2 separate regions of the Sus scrofa genome follow, and region 2 is linked to region 1. The links are chromatin contacts, called in public Hi-C maps. All regions are on one chromosome and are shown on one strand. The core of a region is the stretch at or near the end of the contact, and the rest is flanking DNA. Distances in the headings are between cores, read along the strand shown.

What was found. A called contact is a pair of places that touch in the nucleus more often than the background predicts.
Region 2: a contact with region 1 is called in a Hi-C map of skeletal muscle, with 4 times the contacts expected there. The contact joins the promoter of MOGS here to the promoter of LOC100513982 in region 1. A contact is called at or near these places in 3 of 5 promoter capture datasets (fetal liver and liver), 25 of 47 Hi-C or Micro-C datasets (adipose tissue, alveolar macrophages, blood and 13 more) and 2 of 2 datasets of contacts at active chromatin or transcription factors (alveolar macrophages and skeletal muscle).

The regions. Positions count from the first base shown.
Region 1 is chr3:68,622,807-68,625,542 of Sscrofa11.1, reverse strand. LOC100513982 (retinol dehydrogenase 12-like) reads right to left here and starts at 1,433. Exons shown (of 6, transcript XM_005662442.3): 1 at 1,190-1,433; 2 at 769-1,008; 3 at 401-490. The coding sequence starts at 1,367. It overlaps C3H2orf81 (chromosome 3 open reading frame, human C2orf81), which reads right to left. Exons shown (of 4, transcript NM_001244876.1): 4 at 2,118-2,736. The coding sequence ends at 2,190.
Region 2 is chr3:68,576,941-68,579,674 of Sscrofa11.1, reverse strand. It overlaps MOGS (mannosyl-oligosaccharide glucosidase), which reads right to left and starts at 1,468. Exons shown (of 4, transcript XM_003124990.3): 1 at 959-1,468; 2 at 545-771; 3 at 1-67. The coding sequence starts at 1,310.

The DNA.
Region 1 (2,736 bases), core at 184-2,683:
GAAAATATTAGGGAGAATGTGCCTGCTGCCCACTGCCCCCCTCCCTGAAAAACCCAAACCACCTTAATCCCACTGGCCTAGTGCCACCCTCAAGACGTTTTGTTGAGATGACTGACTCTACTGGGCTGCCTAGAACTCAGAGCTGGGGGGAGGAGAGGTGGGATGTCGATCTTATATCCTCTCACTGGTTATATCTGGGGCTGAGTGATTCCATTACCAGCCTTCTAATCCTGACTGGTGCCTGGTGGGTTCCCTGTTGTGTCTAGGAAAAGCATCCGAGGTCATCACTCAGCAAGTGTCCAGGTGCCAAGGGAAAAGAGGTGAGACAGTAAGCCTCGAAAACACCGGGGGAATGGAGAAGCGTGGGCAGCACAGAAGGTAAGCACCCATCCTTCCTTACCTTGGAGCAGATTTGTGAGCAGAAAAGGCCCAATGTAGTTGGTGGCAAAGGTGAGATCAAGACCCTCCGGGGTACGTGTTCTTGGGAATCCTGGAAGGAGATGAAAATGTAGGTGGTGGGTGATGGAGTGACAACTCTGAGGAAGACAAAATCTGGGGAGAATATATTGGGGTTCAGTGGAAATGCCACAGGAGCATGTATGCTGAAGATGGAGGCAATGATGTTTGAGGCTATAACTTAAGGTAGACTTTTTAGGATAGTGTCTGAATTAGTATTTCCATGGGATGTACAGGTTAGGCTTGGAGGATACCTGAGCAAGAAAGGAGGCTCCAGAAATGTGTTGAGGGGAAGCAAATCAAGGCACATACCAGAGACACCAGCATTGTTAACCAGTAGATGTATCTCAGGAGACTCTCGCAGAAGCCACTGAACAAAGCTCCGGATGGAGGCCATAGAGCTCAGGTCCACCCCACCAAGCAGGAGGCGGTTGCTCCTGGTGGCTGCTTGTATCTCAGTCAGGGCTCCCTGTCCACGCTCACGGCTACGGCAGGCCAGGATCACACGTGCTCCGCGACGAGCCAGCTCCTGGGACACAGCCTTCCCAATGCCTGTGGGAAGGCAGCTTCAGAGAAGGCTAGTCTGGGGAGTCACCAGAGGACAGTGGAGCAAGGGGGGTTGGGGGGGGACAAAGTTTCTGATAGTGGGTGCTGGTCCTCCTCCTGCCCTCCCTGTTGAGGCTGTTGGAGGCTAGGGTCCTTAGGGAGGTGTCAGGGTTGGAAGAGCACTCACCACTGTTGGCTCCAGTCACCACCGCTGTCTTCCCAGTCAGATCTGTGGAGCAGCCTTGGAGGTCCCAAAGATGGATCTTATACCAGATCTGTACACCTAGTCTAAGCAGAGGGACCAGAATGAGGAGGACAAAGCCAAGACCCCAGACAGGGCTGCTGAGCAGAGACCACAGAGACATGGCAGAGAATGCTGGCCTGCCACTGGAAGTGCTGCCCACTGGGAGAGTGGGAAAACAAATAAGGACTAGCCAAAAGGTTGTTGTAGAGTACTAGGCACAAAATTTAAGGAGGCACGCATACTTGGATGTGTTCAAGCACCCCGTTTGAAAGTGAAAGTGAATTCCTCCTTAAATTGTTTTCCCTAGCTACCCAATTGCCTCACTCCAATGCTGGTTCAAGTCAAAGATCAGGAGAGTCAGGGCTTCCCAGAATAGGTTCAAATTTGCCTCCCAGTGAAACTTGGATTTGCACTTTAAGGTGAATTGACAGAGCTCCAGAGACTGGAAATCAAATTCAGGTCTTTTTTTTTTTTTTTTCTCCACCATCCATGGCATGTAGAAGTTCCTGGGCCAGGGGTGGAATGTGAGCCACAGCAGCAACCTGAGCTGCTACAGGGACAAGGGATCCTTAACCCGCTACACCACCAGGAATCTCCCAAATTCCTCATGTCCTGAATCACTTCCTCCCCCCTAGTGGAAGGACAATCTCTAAGTTCTCTAAACTGAGGCAGACTCTACTTGCAACCCTTATATGTGCTCCTTGGTGGAGAGGGGGATGATTCTCTAGAATGCCTCAGCCTCTCTGGCCCTAAAGCAGAGTCTCCTAAGCATAGTCATGCAATTACCCCTGGAGCCAATGTTCTATATCCCTGACCTCTCCAGTTCAGTGAGAACACACACTTGGAAGAAACTGACAGAGACACAGGCCAATTCCTAAGACAACTCAGGTGTTTATTTCCAGCAAGTAGACAGAAGGAGGGTAGGAGTCCCACCGCCTGAGGTTCAGGGCTCATAATGGAGCAGGTGGTTGAAGGGGAGTGACCACATTTTGGGCGTTGAGTTGTTCACGATCTGTGCCACAGTCACCTGTGGTTCTGGGGCACCTGTGTGGATGGGAGGAGAGGTGCTGCCTTTTTTGTCCTCCTGTTGAGGTTCAGCAGAGCTGAGCAGCTCCTGGGTGGTTGGGTTCCACATGCTCACACCAGGAGCCAACTTTAAGGCTTCAGGCAGCAACATCGGCTTCCACATCACCTGGGATGTGGCCTCAAGAACTTGGGGCGCGGGATGAGGCCACTTGTGAGGATCCTGGCTCTCCCGGTACCCAGGGTCCAGGCCCTGAGGAGGTATGCGGGTGCGGCCGGCCCACAGCTCGCCCAGCAATTCGGCCTCCCCTTCCCAGCCGCTGGGCCACTTGGCACCTGGCCATAGTTTGGGACTAGGACTGTGGGCCACATCTGGGAGCACCGAGTGTGTGATGGGAAAGCGGAGCCTGGAACTGGGGAAGGGCAGCTTTGAACCAAAGCCTGGCGATGGTAGGCCTGAGCTTAAA
Region 2 (2,734 bases), core at 219-2,718, 46 kb after region 1:
CTTCCTTGCCATCTGTTACCACATAGAAGAACAGGGACACCAAAGGGAGGGCAGACGTACCTGAGGCCTGGGTGACCAAGGAGGATAGAAAACACAGCATTAGGTGAGCAGTCTCGCCCCTGAGAATCAGCCTTAGTAAGGGAAAGGGACACCAGGCAAAAGCAACCTAGTAAACAATGTAACATTTGGCAGTGTTGAGAGTCACTGAGGGTGAGCACCAGGGGGATGAGAGAAAGCTTTGCACAGGGTTCTCTGGGAAATAATAGTACTTTTGTGCCATGGACTATGCTGAAAACTCTGCATGTCATTTCCTTTAATTCTTACAATCCTGGGAGTTAGGTGCTGTTTTGGTTTCCATTTTACAGACAAGAAAACCAAGGCTTAGAGACAGTAACAAGAGATGGTCATACAGGCAACAGATTCAAACCAGGCAGCAGGACTCAGAGCCCCTGCTATTAACCCCCACTTTATCCCGTTTTTGCTGGCAGCAAAGGAAGGGTGGAGGGAGGCTGGGTTGGGGGAAGGGTGTCCTGCGGGCCCTGACCTGAGGCTCTACAGTCACTCTCCAGCTCCAGTCCCCTCCGTGCTGACCCCCAGGCCTCTTGACGAACTCAGTGGTGAGCCTTAAGGCCCCATCCTGGATGTGTTGCCGCCCGAAGGAGACACCGTCGTGGAACTCCCAGCCATAGGGACCCACGCCGTCCCCCTGCTCACACGTGTGCCTGAGCTTAGGGGTCCCTGGGGTGGTGCCTTGCTGCGCCCACATCAGTCCTGGGGGTAGAAGGGCCACGTAAGTCAAAGAGCATGCAGAGGACCTATCCCTCTGGGTCGCTGAGAACTCCAGGGTTATCCCTCTTCGTAAGTCTCCTGATCCGCTCCTCACCACCCTGGCTCTGGCGCGAAGCTGGGGCGCCCAGATTAAGTGCCCGCGTGCCTGCCCGCCCCAGGTCCAGGTTACCGGTGAGGAGGGGCTGCGGGCTGCGGGTCTTCATGCCGAAGTAGACGTGAGGGCGGTAGGTCCCCCAGAAGAGGTCCGGAGCTACAGAAGGGCTGGAAGAGTCGGGAGGCAGCGCCGGGGACGCGGAGTGCAGCGTGACCGCCCGCCGCACACGGTGCCAAGCCAGCAGCCAGGATCCCGACAGGCCCAGGACCAGAGATAGGACCAGGACCGCCAGAGCCACCCCCCGAACTGCGCCGCGGGCGCTGCCGCCTCGGCCATCCCGTCGCGCGGGGCCGCCTCGAGCCGCCCTCTCAGCGGTCCGCGCTCCGTCCGCCGGCGCCCCGCGGCGCCGCCTCTCGCCCCGAGCCATCCTGGCACGGAGGTCAGGGTCGAGGGCGCCCAGAGAAGCGGCAACGGAGCCGGGGTCCTGCCTCGCCTCCGCTCCCGCGCCGCGCCGGGCGACCACTGATCTGTCAGCGGCACCTGCCGGCCGGTGCCTCCCGCTCCGCTTCCTTCTCTCGCCGGAAGTCCCGCCCCGCCACGTCAGGCTGAGCCCCACAGCCCGGAACTGCCATCCCCGGAGTGGGCCCGCTGGGCCGCCTTCACTGATGGGCGATTATCTGGCGTTGTCATGGAGTTCACAGGCTAGTAGGAAAAACCAATCTCGCATTTCTTTTTTTTTTTCTTTTAATAACGACTGTATATTAAGAGCCTGAGACGCTATCCTGAGTGTTTTACATTTAACTGTTCCTACAAAAACAAAAACGAAACACCTTGGGAGTTTCCCTTATGGCTCAGTGGGTTAAGAACCTGGCATGAGAGGATGCGGGTTCGATCCTTGGCCTCAATCAGTGGGTTAAGCGTCTGGCGCCCAGTAGGTCCCAGATGCGTCTTGGATGGGTGTTGATGTGGCTGTGGTGTACCTCTGCAGCTGCAGCTCTGATTCAACCCCTAGCCTAGGAATTTACATCTGCCACAGTTGCAGCCTTAAAAACAAAACAAAAACATTTAACTGCTCCCCACATCACCCCTCTCAGGTGGCAGAAAACTGGCTTAGAAAGTTCAAGTGGAGTTCCCGTCGTGGCGCAGTGGTTAACGAATCCGACTAGGAACCATGAGATTGCGGGTTCAATCCCTGGCCTTGCTCAGTGGGTTAAGGATCCGGCGTTGCCTTGAGCTGTGGTGTAGGTTGCAGACACGGCTCTTGGATCCCGAGTTGCTGTGGCTCTGGCGTAGGCCGGTGACTACAGCTCTGATTCGACCCCTAGCCTGGGAAATATGCCGCAGGAAGTGGCCTTCGAAAAGGCAAAAAGACAAAAAAAAAAAAGTTCAAATAACTTGGCCCTGGCCACAGAGCTAGGAAGTGTTTAGCTTGGAGCTTAGCTATAACTGAATCAGGCTGCATCATATAGTCCACACCCATGCCTTCTTGCCTAATGGAGTGTTCCCAGGAAGAAGCCTAAGAACTGTTCCAGCAGTGTCTCTAAGCGTCCCTGTGACTTTAGATAGGTAGTATCTCCACACAGTCTAGAATTAATTATCTAGATGAACCCTAAAAGGACCATAGTGGTGATGCATGTACTTCCCACCCCCACCCCCTTTTCTACAATCCAGGAAGCAAAGGTAATTTTATATCCAGGTCAGGGAAGGCTGTAGGAAGTAGGTAGCAAGGAGGCAGCGTCTGCACCTCACACTGGCCAAGAAGTGTCAACATTACCTTTTTTTTTTTTTTTTTTTTGTCTTTTTGCCTTTTCTAGGGCTGCACCGGCAGCATGTGGAGGTTCCCAGGCTAGG